Linked DNA regions of Gossypium hirsutum: region 1 is linked to region 2. The links are chromatin contacts, called in public Hi-C maps. All regions are on one chromosome and are shown on one strand. Each heading gives the region's core, a stretch centred on a gene start, on an enhancer-like site or on the middle of the called end of the contact. The rest is flanking DNA. Distances are from core to core; before and after follow the strand shown.

What was found. Hi-C and Micro-C count contacts between places; a contact is called where the count stands out from the background.
Region 1: a Hi-C map of leaf shows a contact between it and region 2, with 4 times the contacts expected there. The contact joins two enhancer-like sites. A contact is called at or near these places in 5 of 34 Hi-C or Micro-C datasets (fibers, leaf and petal).

Annotation. Positions count from the first base shown.
Region 1 is chrD12:29,359,949-29,364,517 of Gossypium_hirsutum_v2.1, reverse strand. No RefSeq gene overlaps it. Among protein-coding and RNA genes, the nearest start is that of LOC121224527, 16 kb to the left of the region's middle. Within about 2 kb of position 2,492, at least 8 of the 9 cell types and tissues checked have an H3K27ac peak or open chromatin away from gene starts, as enhancers often do. A contact at or near this core is called in fibers and leaf, where this site is marked.
Region 2 is chrD12:29,290,747-29,295,639 of Gossypium_hirsutum_v2.1, reverse strand. No RefSeq gene overlaps it. Among protein-coding and RNA genes, the nearest start is that of LOC107942417, 17 kb to the right of the region's middle. Within about 2 kb of position 3,564, at least 2 of the 9 cell types and tissues checked have an H3K27ac peak or open chromatin away from gene starts, as enhancers often do. A contact at or near this core is called in fibers and leaf, where this site is marked.

The DNA.
Region 1 (4,569 bases), core at 1,243-3,742, 70 kb before region 2:
AAAGCAGTATCATCATCTTCCTCTTCAATCTGGGTCAATGCCTTAAATCGGGATCCCGAGAAACCCCCTCCAGGGGTATTCTTTCTAAGTTTACGAGATTCTCTTGGTTGTCTCCTGATTTTTCACTCCATTATCATCCAAGGTCCAAATGGCCCTTCATCCACCACAGTACCAGCATCCGCCATAGCCATATCTGCCGTTAAATCTTTTCCGACCGGAGTAGTCACAACCTCTTTCGCCTATGTACAAGTTTCCTTAAAATGACCGTACCGCCCACAAGAGAAACAAACCACCGGTAACGATTCATATTCGATGCGTTGAATATTTCCATTAATTAGGACCTGTGAAAGCAAAGGTTTTCCCAGATTAACGTAAACAGCCATACGAGCATATTTTCCTCTCGCTTTGCTATCCGTATTGAAATCCAATTTTGCAATCTTGCCAACCATTCCACTAATTTCCCACAGTATTCTCTTTTTGTACAAATGTCCTGGAAGACCCGGGGATTTGATCAAGGTCATTACCACATTCGGGTAAGGTTGTGCGAGATTAAACTCTGTTGTCTAGGGTTGTACAGTCAGATATTGACCGTAAATGATCCATGGTCCTTGGGTTAAAACCGTCTCATAATCCTCTGAATTCTTGAATTTCATCAGGAAATATCCGTTCTCAATATCCATCAATTGGGATGACATGGAAGGCTTCCGAAATCCATTAATCTGATTTTGGAGTGCTGCAAATCTAATGTTTTGCCCCAACAACTTAAGCACCACTCAGGTAGACATTTCTTTGATTAAAAGTTGATTAACCCGATCCAAAAACTCAATCGATGGAACTCCGTTAACAGATGACCTTTTGATATCTCCATCAAGAAAAAGCAAAATCATCATCCGTTTCAAGACTAACCACTTTACTCCCCCTTTTTGATCATGCAATCTTTTACCGAAAAGCTTCTCTTTCTAGGATAACGACGATAAAGGATTCGAATCAACAACCATCTCTGGATCCGACCTTGAATCTGTCTCTTTAAACCGCACCTTTTTAGTATTCCGATCACCAACAGAACAGGAACCATCCCCATTGTCACCACAGAGAGAATTCGACATCTTCTATTTCAATTCTAAACACAAATTTCTGTTTAAAATACATAAAACTAGTTAATTTAGGAATAATATATAATTTAGCCCCTGAACTTATCTATTTGTATCTAGTTGGTTCCTAACTTTTTGGATCTAATTAGTCGTTGAACTTGTATTCCGTCAATCAAGTTGGTTCCTCCACACTAACACCGTTAGTTTGTGATGATGCCATGATATTTCTAACCAATTTAGAGGACGACATATGGGAAACATAATTTATATATTTATATATATTTTTAGTTTATGTTTTCCATATGGTGCACTAAGAGGCTACCACGTGAGATCACCAGATTAGCTAGTTGTATCACGTTAGCACAACTAATAATGTTAGTACAAAAATATTAATATAGTTGATGAAATACAAGTTTAAGGACCAATTAGATAAAAAATATTTAGGGACCAACTACATAAAATGAACAAGTTCAAGAATCAAATTATATATTAACCCTTTAATTTATTATAAAATTAAACAGCGCTAAATATTTATTTTAATAATAAATATTCCAGCACACCAATCTCGGTTTAGCTGAATTCAAAACAAGCAGTAAACCCCAACGATATTCGGTTTTGATAGACATAGATAGGTTGAGACTTGAGAATTTTTCTCTGATGGATGGACCGCTTACGCTTGATTCAACTCTAGGGTTTTTGACTGGATGTTGTTCTAGTGCAAAATAACAGTGATTGAAGGGTAATCTATGAAGTGATAAAATGCTACACCTATGGCTAAAGCTAGTTTACAGATGATGACAGAGTTTAGCCATTCGTAGGGAATGATCCTGTACCTGATGGAACGTAATATCGAATCAAGTGAATGTGAGTGGTGTCTAACTCTGATTGGCCTCAACATATCGTATCTGAATGGTGTCTGATGTTACCATTTTCTTAACTATGTTATATGTTCAACATGATGTCCAAAATTTCTGGTTCACGTAGAGATAGGGTCGTCCAACGAATTCAAGGAGCCATCAATTGACTGATTGGGTTGTTTAATTACTGCCATCATTCTGGGATGCAAATGAAGTTTCAATTTCAAAAGCTAATCCTAGCTCAGAGTCCTCCCAATCTAGAACCTCTGGGATTCTGATTGTTCTTAAAGAGGGGAATACTTGTACTGAGTTTGCAACTTTCAAAGTGTGTATAGGAAAGAAGGCTGTAAAAGGAAATAAGATGAATAGATGCAAAGATGAGGAAAACCTAGAACTATCACCCCTCATATGTCTATAACTTTCATATCCAACCGAGTCGACTTAATTGAACATATGCATACAAACATTTGGGTTTAGCTTGTATACGAGAAGAGAGCAAGCCAAAGTCCTTTCAAGTACCAGACAGCTTGGGTTCTACCAGGAAAATGGTCGGTCCTAAAAAACACGTTCTTCTTTTTATCTGTCAAATGTGAGGTACGGTCCCAGTAGGGGACCAAGGTTCTCATAATTCCACTGGCAGAAGCACCCGGCTCATCTCCAGAACTCTTCTTCGTCCATTGAAATAATTGGCCTATGCCACGTTGCCATCTATCAAATGCACCGTAATCAACGGGTTTCTAAGATGATCCTGCTAAGGAAAATAAACAACCAGAAAAGAGAAATTAGACACCTTCTCTCTGGTCTAAAATCTCATGTTAGCACTCAAATTGGGACAATTGCTAATGTGAAAAACGCTAAAGACAACATAATATATGGAGTTTCTGAAAAAAAAAAGAGCAAAGCAAGTGGCGAAGCCAAGTGGGGCTAGCAGTGCTCAGCCCCTAAAATAAAAATTATTTTTTCATTTATATTTTTATAATTTATAAATTTTTAAATTAGTAATAATATTATTATATTTTTACTCTTAAAAAATAATAAAAATTTATTTAATCTTTTAAAAATTATAAAAATATAAATTATTAAAACGATAAAATTATACTTTTACTCTTGTAAAAATATATAATTTAATTTTAAATCCGGAAAAATCGACAATTGCTATTGAAAGTCGACAATGATCTCTTGAAAGTTGAAAATCGGCAGCCCATTATAGGTAACCATCTCAGTCTGGGTGGCGAAGAACACTAATAGGTGACCATATCTGGTTTAACCATTGATGTTTTAGAATAAAACAAGTTGCAGCTTAAACTGGTGCTCTAAACATTCTAAAAACATGGTCTGATCTTCATCACCTAAATTCTTCCGAGTTTGTAATCTTTAAATATAATCCATTTGAATGCACCGTTTCAACTCTAAAAATCCTCCCTTCCTTGGCCATTTGCAGCAGCTGGTTGTGAAAGGAATATTCATGTTTTAATGTCTTCTTTCAGTGTGTGTAAGAACCATCAATTTTGCCCACCATATTTGGCCATGGTTCAGTCCAAAGTTCTAGGCTTTGGTTTAGCTGAAGGTAGGAAAAAAGTTGGTATGTGAGATAATAAGGAAACTCATGAGCCATGGAAGTTGCCGACGTTATTTAATATTCATTATCAGATGATTGATTGACATCCATGACTGTAGCAGCGATAGTGATACTGGACCATAGGAATTGATTGAACTTTGACAGGTTACTAAAATAAAATGAAAGAAGCTTAGTGTGAGGTCCACACTAATCCGGAAAGTATTGCTAACTTTAACCTATTGAATCTGAGGGCTAATTTAGTGCTGTTTTTGAAACTTGTGAAAAAAATACTTTTAAAATTTTTTCTTTAAACTTTAATTATAGGTTGTGTTATGTTAACTAAACAAATTTTAAAAAGATAGATATTACTATATATTAAGGTGTTTGGTTGTTGAGAATTGGGATATTTATTACTATTATTGTGTTGCTATGAAGTAAAATGTCTATGTTATTTATGAATGTACAATATTGTGAAGATTTTGGAAGGATTGATGAGTAAAATTAAGAAATAATGGTTAAACAGAAAACTAGATATGAACTTAACAAATGAAGAAAACAAGAGAGAAAATATGTCAAGAAATATGTGCAGAAATATTATTGAACTGAGAACTTGCTTACAATCCTTCATTATATCAACATATTTACATTAAGGAATATTAATAAATTACAACATAATTTGTAACAAATAAACTAAAGCCAAACTAACTAACAAATAAATTGAAATCAAATTAACTAAACTAATTCAAACTAACTCTAACTAAGTTTGACTTGATTACTGAATCACTAACATTCACCCGTCTTCTATTGCCTGCACCTTCAGTCTACTTCGCATTTTGCAAAAAAAGCATCGCAGATAGGCATTTAGTAAGTATGTCAGCAACCTGTTCTGAAGCCGGGACTTGGCCAACAATCAATTTACCAGTAGTAACTCACTCTCGAGCAAAATACAAATCAAGCTCCACAAAACTCGAAGTGAAAAAGGGGATTCGCTAAGACTGCCATGACACTCAAATTGTCTCACCACAACACACTCTTATCATTAGGTTGCACGTGTAACCCAGTA
Region 2 (4,893 bases), core at 2,315-4,814:
GATATTGGGCTTAAGTAAAATTTGACATTATTCCCTAATTTCCGTTGTATTACAAAAGAACTGTTTTTGAAAAACAAATCGATAAGCCAACTAGGTTTTCGAAAAATGGTTTTTCCGCTATATTAGTTTAACATAGAGGTTTTACAAATAAGAGCGACAAGCAAATGATTTTTTTCTAAAACAAAACTATCAACAATAAAATGAATCTTAAGTATAGATGATCTAATAAATTAATATTTTTAAGCTAACTCAAAGTACAACTACGGTTTTCTTTAAAATGAGTTTATTTAAAGTATTCAAAAGTAACGTAAGTTAACTTAGCTATTTTGGTGGCTAATGTAACCTTCTCAATCTAGCGTCTAGGCAGGGTTTGGAAGGTTACATGAATGGTTCTGGCATGAAGATGGTGATGGATGAAAGAAATTTCTACCACTCCTATCTAAAATATGTAATTATTTAATTAATAAAATAATCTAAAATAATTTAATATTAAAATAATCCAACCAATTATTTTCTAACACTATTTATCCTTAATTATTAACATGATAATTATCTTGATTAAGAAATTACCTTTTTGCCCTTCACAATTCTCTACAATTCCATCCTTGAATCACCGTTCACTTTTGGTAAATTTGTGATTTAGTCTCTTATATTTCTCCACTTATTCAATTTTGTCCTTGTTACCAATTTCGTGTCACAAGTACTTTTGGGTTATTTACATTTTTGGTCTTTCAAATTTCCCACATGTACATTTTAACCCATCAAATTTTGAATAATTATATTTAGGTCCCAAAACTTTTTACATCTTCACAATTTAGTCACTATCTTAAATTAAGATATTACAACATACTTTTTAATTCAACCTCCTTTGACATCCATCAACCTTCTATTTTATCAATTATATTTCTTATTTTATTTTACTGAAGAATCCATTATGCACGATCTAAATTTACTGTTACTTTTATAGCATTATTTTTTGAGCGTTACAAGTACCAATAAAAAAACATACAATAATCAAAAAGGGGAAAAAAGATCCAAGGAAACAAAGATCACATGGTCTCACACAAACACCAAAATAAAGTAGAAAAAATTACTTGGGTTAAGGAGATGAACCCTAGCAAACAAAGAGAAAACCACAACAAAACACAACCCTTCCTTTTCTTCAAGAAGAATTTTAAGGAATTTCAAAGGAGAAGGGAAAAGTATGATAGGGTAGGAAAATAGAAGAAAACACAACCCAAAATATAAATTTTAAAGACTTTTTAAAAAATTAATATAAGTTAATTCTAAAATTTAATATGAAACCTATATTTTAAATATTAAAATTACATACAAACTACGACTCTTACGAATTAATAGAGATTTTAAAATAGGTGGTATAATTGACTCAAATGCAAAATATCCTCCTCCTCCTCCTCCTTGTTCTTTCTTAATACTAAAATTAAAAGCATCTATATTCTTATTTAAATTTGTAACTGAATTGGTGTCATGATTTAACTCGATATTTACTCAGTTATGAAATTTATTAAAAACCCATATTTTAAACAATTAATATATACTATTATAAGATATTTCTATATCTTCATATATTAATATAAAAATTAATAAAATTAATTTTAAAATAAAAAAAAATGCAAGCACTAAGATTTAAACTTCAAACATCAAAAAATCACAAACTGATGGAATTTTTAGTATACCATCAGCTTGTTTCTCAAAAGAATCACAAACACATTCAACCATTAAAAATTTCGTCACAATTGGTTAACTGGTTGTTACTCAATTTTTTCACCAAAATTTGAAATGAAGTTACTCAATATTAGTTTTAAGTTATTTTTATTTTTTAGAGTTTAAAGTTAAAATTTTAGAGTTTAGGATTTTAAATTTAAGATGGAAAGTTTAGAATTTTAATTTTAATTTTTTTCAAATATATTATTTGATTATTCAAGTAATGAGTTTGAAAGATAATATATATGATATTTTATTGTTGTGGTTTTTAATAAAAGTATTATGGAAGTATTTGTATTAGGAGTTATATTATATTTTGCTCCCTCTACTCAAAAATGATAAATTAATTCCTGTACATTTGAAAGAAAAAAATTAAAATTAATCTTTCTGTTAAATTCACCATTAAAATTAGTCTTTCTATTAAATTATATGTATCTTTTTAATCAAGTTGCTATAATTAATTTCTTATATTACACGTACAATAGTGACCTTACATAATAACTTTTTTATATTAATTTTTCAATTTTAATAATTATTTATAATTTCTTATAACTCTTAATCATCTCTAAGTAATTTTCTATAGTTTTATACGAATTTTTATAATCATTTAATATTTATTTAAGCAATCACTCTAAAATAAACTTAAATAAATAATTGTCTAGATTTATTTGAATCTAAACAATCATTTATCCATGCTCATTTTAGATGTTGTTTTAATTACTTTTAATTATTTTATAATATTTTATATTTTCTAAATAATTTTTTATAACTTTTAAATTATTTAAAAAGTCACGTTCAAGATGAATCTTTGTCCTAATTCATCCTCTATATGATTTTTTAAATAATTATTATAAACTTTTATTTATTTTTAAGATTTTAAATTTTTTTAAGTATTTGTTATCTCAGCATTTTTCACGTCAACATAAGGTATATGTGGTACACCATGTATCATTGCTTAGTTACTCCATCAGTTTTGTTTTCACTTAAAAGTAAAAATGAATGAAAATTTTGACAGAAGACCAATTTTCTCTTTAATATAAATATAGATGGATTAATTTTGAAATAAAATCCAAATAATCATTTAACAATATAAATTGGATGAAAGTTTTGACAAAAGGTCAAATTGCCATTTTTCTAGCATACAAAGGGGTAATTTATTTATTTATTTAGTAAAAATGACAAAATGCAATCTGAATCTTTGTTTAAGGGCATCCATAGTACTTTTACCTCTTTTTTCTTAAAGAATGCTCCTCTCTAAAAGGTTGATTATTTTGGTATTAACAAATATTTAATTTAGATTATAGTAAAAATAATTAAAAATGGTAGTTAATATTATCATCATATATGAAATAAATTTTAAATATTTTTAAGTAATTAATATAAAATTTATATATTTTTAAGCAATTAATATGTTAAATTATGAGAGTACAAATTTATAATTTTAAACTTAAATGAATATTTATAAAAGCCAAAAGCTGAATTGGGTTGGTGTTTTTTTTTTTTGGACAAAGTAAAATTTGACTGTTCAGCATTAGGATGAGAAACTATTTTTCTTTTTCACATCCATAAGAATAATAAACAAGACCTAAATTTTTGAGTGAAAAGGTATATTTTTATCCCAATTCAACGGTGTCCAAATCATGCCGATATTCAAGTTTAAATATTTATCCAGACGAGAAAAAGAAAATTTGGTAATAAAATGGTGTGAACAAAAATGAACCGTTCATTAAGGAATGTGGAGAAGGTGGAGCTTTTAATTTGATTCAACATCGTACAATTGACGTAACCATCCATTAGCCGAAATACAAATTGAATTTTGTAGAAAAACGATGGCGATACAATTAGCTGACAGCGGGCAGGGGCTGATGATGATCACCATTTTTGCTTAGAAATAACCCAACAGCTGTCCATCATTTTCCTTTCGAATAGAAACACAGGTAATCCAAGTCGCCTTCTTAAATGGCCCCACAAATCCGAATCTTTGAGATATTGCCTGCATTCTTCCCATGGGTGACTTGCTGCTTCTTATAGTCGGGAAAAGGGTCGCTTTCTTCTGCTTTATTTGGCGGATGGACCCACCAAGTCTCCCTCCATCTACTTCTTCATCTTAAAATTATTGGATGGTGTTTAGATCGACCATTTGTTATTTTTCAGATCCATATTTTAACTGATTTTTAGTCTAATTAATTTATTCATTCGATTCAAATAATATCGATTTAAACTTTAATCGAATTGAATTTTAACCATCAGATTTCTTTACTCAAACTTAGTTTAGATAGAATAAATAACCTGACGAAAGAATAAATAACACTCTTAAATAACTTTTTAAGTAATAATAAATTATTAATTAGATTTAATGTTTGTTTATTGAATATGTTGTGATTTTCTTTGTAATGTGAACATTTCTCTTTCATGAAGGCAATCCAAGCCGAACTTTGTCTGCAAATTCCAAAGGGATAAGCGCTGATCCTTCCCTTTCCTTGGGTATCAGGCCAAATCAAGGGGAATTTGAAACCAGCTGCTTTTGACATTTTCTTTTCTGCAGATTAGCCAATGATTGTATAAAAGATTGTAACATTTCAAAGATTACAATGCCAGCATTTCTTCTTATATCATTTTATTGGTATTACTGAAATGGAAAGATGAATTTGGTTTTGGCCGGTTATCTGAAACAATTATAATATTTCATTTGTATAAACTTATAGAACTGGAACTTATCCTATTTTGTTAGGTATGATCCAAACACTATTAAATTATGGTTAAGTAACCTAATCTATTATTGAATCTCATTCAAAAAATTAACTAATTTCAAATAAAAAGTTGTTAAGTTTCTTTTTGTAGTTTTTTTTTAAGGTGTTTGGTTTAAGAAATTTCATATTTTTGAAGTAATGTAAGATTCTAGAATGAATTACCTTTTTTAAATCTTAAAGAATATTTTGAATCAATAATATTATATTTTTTAATAGTACCAAAATTATGAAATATAGGTGTAATTTTATTATCACCTCTTCCTTATGTAAGATAATGTTATTGTAGTCGATTGAATCTTAGATTGATTGGCACAGGTATTATTGCTAATGCAAGAGAACGTGGGTTAGAGTGTGCTGAAACGCATTATTCTCCTATTTTTGGGTTAAGAAGGGGCTATGGGTAATTCTAAGCATAATG